Linked DNA regions of Sus scrofa: region 1 is linked to region 2. Evidence: chromatin contacts called from public HiChIP or PLAC-seq data. All regions are on one chromosome and are shown on one strand. Each heading gives the region's core, a stretch centred on a gene start, on an enhancer-like site or on the middle of the called end of the contact. The rest is flanking DNA. Distances are from core to core; before and after follow the strand shown. Region 1 holds the start of FBXL22 (F-box and leucine-rich protein 22). Region 2 holds the start of PPIB (peptidyl-prolyl cis-trans isomerase B).

The links. HiChIP or PLAC-seq counts read pairs in DNA pulled down with a chosen protein or histone mark.
Region 1: a contact with region 2 is called in an H3K27ac HiChIP or PLAC-seq map of alveolar macrophages. The contact joins the promoter of FBXL22 here to the promoter of PPIB in region 2. A contact is called at or near these places in 1 of 5 promoter capture datasets (liver) and 2 of 2 datasets of contacts at active chromatin or transcription factors (alveolar macrophages and skeletal muscle).

What each region holds. Positions count from the first base shown.
Region 1 is chr1:108,410,677-108,413,863 of Sscrofa11.1, forward strand. It overlaps FBXL22 (F-box and leucine-rich protein 22), which reads right to left and starts at 1,261. Exons shown (of 2, transcript XM_021094142.1): 1 at 733-1,261. The coding sequence starts at 1,238.
Region 2 is chr1:107,885,278-107,888,647 of Sscrofa11.1, forward strand. PPIB (peptidyl-prolyl cis-trans isomerase B) reads left to right here and starts at 1,386. Exons shown (of 5, transcript XM_021093880.1): 1 at 1,386-1,662; 2 at 2,369-2,482. The coding sequence starts at 1,528.

The DNA of each region.
Region 1 (3,187 bases), core at 11-2,510, 530 kb after region 2:
TAACTCTGGGGACACTTGGTGTGCCCAGACAGTGGCCTGGGAAGGCCAGGCCACACCTTGCTGATTTAACTGGGCTTGAGTTTTTATTTGCTAAAATCTGGCAGCTTTAGACTTTGGGGCAGATCACACAACCTGTCAGAGCTTTGGTTTGCTTATCTGAAAACTTAGGCTAGAACACTTTCTCCTTTGGGTAGCGTGAAGATTAGTAAGTTTCTAGGAAACCATAATTTATCACCACCCCTATTTCCGGAGCCTAGCTTGGTTTAGCTAACTCAGAGCTGAGCCCTCTAAGCTCTCCTTCCACAGCTGCATTTCACAGGTCTTGGGGTTTGCTTGCTAGGGGCAGGGTGGAGCGGTGAGCTGACTGCTGAATCTAGGAACCTTTTCCTGGGGCCTGACTTTGAAAAATCAAGGCCCAGCTGGACCCACCCAGCGTTTAATGGCTGCCAGGGAGGACAGCTGGCCCAAAAGATGGGGACAGCTGAAGCCGAGTTCTTCCTCTTTGCAGAAGCAGCTCTAGGACCTGTGAGGCTAAGGGGAGGCTTGGTGCCCATTTCCCCCATCTGGGGACTGCACTGTGGCAGGGCCTGGGAGCAGGGGGTTGCCTTGGGCCTAGTCTGAGGCTCTCCAAATCGGAGCCATCCTCTTGTGGTTTGCTCTTCCCTGCCCCCCAGAAGCCTCATAGAACTCCAGATGCCAGAGCCAGCAAAGCCAGCACAGGAGGTGGCCTACCTGTCGCACACCTGGAGGAGGAAATCATTGACCAGGTTCTCATGCCGGCTGCAGATGCTCCTCTGGAGGGCGCTCTTGAGCCAGTCCTCAATGCTGCACACCTGCACGCGGCTGGAATGCCAGCAGATGGAGAGGCTCCTGAGGGCTGGGCTCAGGAGGAAGTTGTCCTTCTTGAGTTCTGTGAGGGAACGGAAGTGCAGCAGGGGCCAGAGTGCGGGGTCCTCAAACACGTCCTGGAGCTGGGGGCAGGTCCTGGCGAGGTTCTTCCTGCTGTCCTTGTCCAGGAAGGAGAAGAGGTGCAGCAGGCACTCCCGGTTGAGCTGGGTGATGTGCATGGTGTGCAGCGGCCACACAGAGTATGACTGGAGCCCGGGGACCTGACCTACCTCCTGCTGCTCCTCCCCAGCTCTGGGCTGGTGGACATATATGGTTGAGGAATGGTGTTTATTTTTGGCCAACAACTGGTGCTGCCGCTCTGAGGAGGGGGGAGGTCCAGGCCCAGACATACGTGCAGCAGTGTGTGGCTCGGCTTATGTTCAGAGGAATTGAAGATCTTGGCAGAGAAGCAGCGTATTGAAGTTAAATAGCTTCCTTAAAAGGGATTTCTTTGCTTTTAGCTGACAATGGCATTAGGCAGAGAGCTCTTTTGGCGTTTTCATTCGTGGTACTGGCTAGACCACCTCCGTCTGGGCCTGCAAGTCTCTTGTCACTGGGAAGGACTCTAATTGCAAACAGTGTCTGTTTTTATTTTCTGGGACATCAATAGGAGTCTTTTGCTCTGCTCTTTGTAGGAAAAGGTTTGTCTATAAAGAGCAGTGTGGTAGTTTTGTGCTCAGAGATGTAAGCAGAAGGCATGGGTAGTACCCCTTTTCTGTTACTTTTGCTCAGTAGTGACACTTTCCAGGCTTCAGAACTGCCTTCAAATCCTGCTGCCCTCCTCCAGGCACAGGGATTTCCTCGGTCTCCCATTTGCCTCTATGTATACCCTTCGTTTTTTCCATAAAGGGTTTGTCCTCAGTAGCTTCTCTCTCCAAGATTCTTCTGTGTATATATGTGTCACTTTTTAAACTTCGGTTTACTTGGCTTTAGCCTTTAAGAGTTGTGTCCTGCTGTATCCAGCCTGTATTTTCCAAAATGTCAGGGTGGTTGAGGTAGCTCCTAATACAAAACTGCTTGAAACAGTTTTAGGTTGCTGTACTTCAGTCTGCGCTTGCCCATTGAGCCAGTCACACACCATCTTCCTTGTGAATGCCCTGAGCTCCTGGCGGTGAGCTGCTAGCCAGGCTTCCTGAAGGTTTTTTTTATTCTCTATTCAGGATCTGAGATTTCTCAATCCATGAAGCATTTTCTAATATCACTTCGCTCCCGATCCTTGACCAGACCCCACCTCAGTTTTCCTCCTGCGAAGGCCTCACTCTGTGTACCAGTTGGTTGGCTTGGTGGGTTAAGTAATGAGACGAGGAAACCGGTCTTCCTCTGCTAGACCAGGGAGCAGCCCCTCAGTGGTCACCTCCATTCCTTCTCCCACATAATGGGAATTGGAAGGAGGGGGAACACTTTGTTTTGCACGTGGGTGGAGTAACACAGATGAAACACCTCTTCTGAGGCTAAGGCTCGGTCAGCCCTGGTGCAGCTTGGCCTGTGAAAGCAGAATGCAGCCAAGGGAAGAAGGCAGCCATTGGCATCAGCTCCCGTGCTCTGAGGAGTCCATCACAGTCACCCCACCACTTGCCAAGGTGAAATGGAAGGTCTGACTTTCCTTGAAAACAACATAAACCAAGAAACAGCCAAAAGGAAGAAGTGTTTCTCAAGGAAAGGACAACTAGGTACTGCTCTTTCCAGCTCATCATCGTAGTTGTCCCAGCTGACAGCCAGAGTCCCTCTTCCAGCTCTAGTTAAACGTATCCACACCAGGGGTGCTGCTGTACCACCGGTGGGTTTAGTGGAAAGCCTTATTAGCCCCCTCCCTCCCCAGTCCTTCACAAACCCATCCTTTTCAGAGGGCTGAGCCCTGGAAGTAGGGCATTCTTTCACCTTCTTAAAAGACAGAGCAGTGTTAAGTGTACTGTCTGTGGGGGAGAGTCCTTTTGCTTCCTTGTGGTTTCCAAGTTGCACTCCTGCAGCGCTGCTCAAACAGTGAAAGATAGGCAGGCCTCACATTCAGAGCCTGGCTCCTTCGCTGAAGCATCCCAGGATATGGGGGGGGGGGCACGTGCATGGCTGCTTTTGGGGAGGGGTCTGGCTCAGGGCCAGGTGTTGTGACCACAGCTCCTTCTTTTCTGCCCATGTGGAGCTCGGCTGCTTGGCTGCAACAACAGCAGCTGCACAGCTGCCAGAAGGAAATGTGTGATGTGGGAACTGGAGGCAAAACCATTTGGGCTGCAGGCGCCTCTGTCTTCAAACTTTAGAAGGCTGATAGGAACCGGCAAATAAGTAACACGGAAAAACAGTGGAT
Region 2 (3,370 bases), core at 136-2,635:
CGTGGCGCAGTGGTTAACGAATCCGACTAGGAACCATGAGGTTGCGGGTTCCGTCCCTGCCCTTGCTCAGTGGGTTAAGGATCTGGCGTTGCTGTGAGCTGTGGTGTAGTTTGCAGACGCGGCACGGATCTCACGTTGCTGTGGCTCTGGCGTAGGCCAGTGGCTACAGCTCCGATTCGATCCCTAGCCTGGGAACCTCCACATGCCGCGGGAGTGGCCCAAAGAAATAGCAAAAAGACAAAAAAAAAAAAAAAGGATCCAGCGTTGCCATGAGCTGTGATGTCTAGGTTGCAGATGCGGCTTGGATCTGGCATTGCTGTGGCTGTGCATAGGCTGGCAGCTACAGCTCTGATTCGACCACTAGCCTCCATATGCTGTGGGAGCAGCCATTAAAAAAAAAAAAAAAAAAAAAAGAACCAGAGTACACACTAAAGTGTGCATTGACAAACACAGCAGTACAATTAGAGAAGGGAGAGGGAAAAAACGTAGTACTGTGATAGAGATTAGTAATAAAAAAAAAAAAAGTAGGACTTTTAAAAATTGGAGTTGCAGTTCCCAACTTGGTGCAGCGGAAACAAATCCAACCTGGAACCATGAGGATGAGGAACCATGAGGATACCTGGTCTCACTCAATGGGTTAAGGATCCTGCGTTGTGGTGAGCTGTGGTGTAGGTCGCAGAGGCGCCTCTGATGGTGCTGTGGCTGTGGTATATGTCGGCAGCTGTAGCTCCGATTAGACCCCTAGCCTGGGAACCTCCATATGCCACGGGGGTGGCCCTAAAAAGCAATAAATAAATAAATAAATGAACAGTTACAAAGTGTTAATTTCAGGTGTACAGCAAAGTGATTCAGTTTTACATATAGATACATTCACTCTTTTTCAGATCCTTCTTCCAATGGGTTATTACCAAAAAAAGAAAAAAAAGTGAAGCAAGTTTTGCACAGGAGTAGAATTCTGGTCGCTGTATATGGTTATACTACGAGTAGGCAGAAACGTGCCGCTAGTCTTTGAGGCTATCACATTTATATCCAATGTGGTGGTGACTAATCCTTGACTGTCCCAATACGGACAACGCTAAGTGTCTTCTGCCCCATCGATGCCCTTCCTCACGTAAAGTATCGGTCACCTCCTGCCAGTGGACTTGCAATCCCGCAAAGGCAGGGCGAGAGGGTGCAGGCTCTGCCTACTAGAAACTATAGTGTCTTCTCCCGGCGCCGCCTTCCGCTGACCCTCTTCCTGTTGGTCGGCGTTGGCGAGCTGGGGAGCCAATGAGGCCGCAGTAACGTGGCAGCCACCCACGAGCCCGCGTCCCTGCTAGCCCAGTCGGCGAGCCGAGCTCCGCCCCCCAGGGGGACCTACCATCTGGCGCCGACTCAGAGGGGGGAAATGGGGCCCTCCTCCGCTTGGAGGCCGGTAGGAACCCCTGTCTCCCCCCGGCTGCTCTGGGTGGCGGCGCCGGGGCCCACGCCGCTCCGCCCCGCCCCTTCCGGCCTCAGCAGCCCTGTAGCGCTCGCTTTTCCCGGTGGATGCTGCGCTTCTTGGAGCGGAACATGAAGGTGCTCTTCGTCGCCGCCGTAGTCGTGGGCTCGGTCCTCTTCCTGCTGTTGCCTGGACCTTCCACGGCAGATGAGAAGAAGAAGGGACCCAAAGTCACTGTCAAGGTCCGCCCTCCCCTCTCCAGACCTGCCTGCCGAGGCCCGCCCTTCGCCGCCTGGGTTCCGGCCTTGGCGCCGCTAGTCACATGTGTCCGAGGCGTTTACGGCCCCGGAGCTCAGGCCTGGGCGTCCTTGGCTTTGGCTCTGCCCCCTCTCTAGTCTCTCTGCTGTGCTTCTTGGCGCCTGAGCGGTCCTCGCTTATTCAGACCAGAGATTGACCTGAACCCTCCCCGTTAGCCTGGCCCTGGCCCAGGCTTTGCCACCCATGATGCCCAGCTGGGCTGGCACTGAAGACTCAGAGCCGTTTATGCACTGCTGGAGAAATGGTGAAAGATTACGTCTGCCAAATTGCCAGTCCTTTATCTACTCAGGTCCAGTTGTAGCCACTTCCAATTACAAGGCACATTTGTGTAGTTTTAAACCTGAGGGGTGTGCTTAGGCTCCCCTCCTTAGGGTTTTTGATGTTAAATTTTATCATCTGGGCCCATTATTTATTTAGAGCAAAGGTTGTTAATCTGTAGTCTAAGGAGATTGTCAACAAACTAAACGTAAATTTTCATGGGATTTTTGTTGCTACCAAAGTCATATTTAGAAACACTGCTCCTAAAATATGGCTGTTTTCTCTCCCATCCTCTGGGTAGCTTCTTGGGTCCCCCTTCCCTAGCAAGGCCCCTTCAAAGAGGCCAAGTTCAAAATGGTATTTTTTCTTCAGGTTTACTTTGACCTGCGAATTGGAGATGAAGATATAGGCCGGGTGGTCATCGGTCTCTTTGGAAAGACAGTTCCAAAAACGGTGGATAATTTTGTGGCCTTGGCTACAGGAGAGGTAAGTGGCTAGAGTGGAGGTAGCCAAGCTCAAAAGAAGTGAAATTGGCATATAGGGCTGGCAGCAAACTGACTTCCCCATCCATAACAGTGACAGAGTACCAGCTGTGCCCTCTGGCACAGGGAACCCACTATTACTATATCTATTGGGTTTTTTAATTAATTTATTTATTTTTTACTTATTAGGGCTGCACCTGCGGCAAATGGAAGTTCCGGGGCTAGGGGTCTAGTTGGAGCTACAGCTGCTGGCCTATACCACAACCACAGCAATGCCAAACCGATCCTCATATGTGACCTGTGCTGCAGCTTGCAGCAACGCCAAATCCTTAACCCACTGAGCAAGGCTAGGGATTGAATCCACATCCTCATGGATACTAGTCCAGTTCATAACATGCTGACCCACAATGGTAACTCCTCTACTGAATTTTTTAAACTGAATCCAGAATTAGGATTATTATTTTCTTTTTTTTTAAGAAAAGTTTTCATCTTTGAGACATCATGGTAACCAAAGAAAACATCTATGGAAACTAGTCTGTAGCTTCTGCACCAGAGTAAGGGGCTCAGAGCTTTCCAGGTTTTAATGAAATGAATGTCCTTCCTATATAAGAAAGTTTCTGTTTTGGAGTTCCTGGTGGCTCAGCAGGTTAAGGATCCGGAGTCGTCACAGGTGTGGTGCAGGTTCCATCCCTAACCTGGGAACTTTGGCATGCCGCTGGCATGGCCCAAAAAATAAAAAAGAGCTTGTATTTCAACTTTCCATTGGTTAGTAGGTAACTGGGTTTTTTCTCTTTTTTTGGTCTTTTTTTTGCCTTTTCTAGGGCCGCTCCCGCAGCATATGGAGGTTCCCAGGCTAGAGGTCTAATCAGAGCTGTAGCTGCCAGCCTACGCC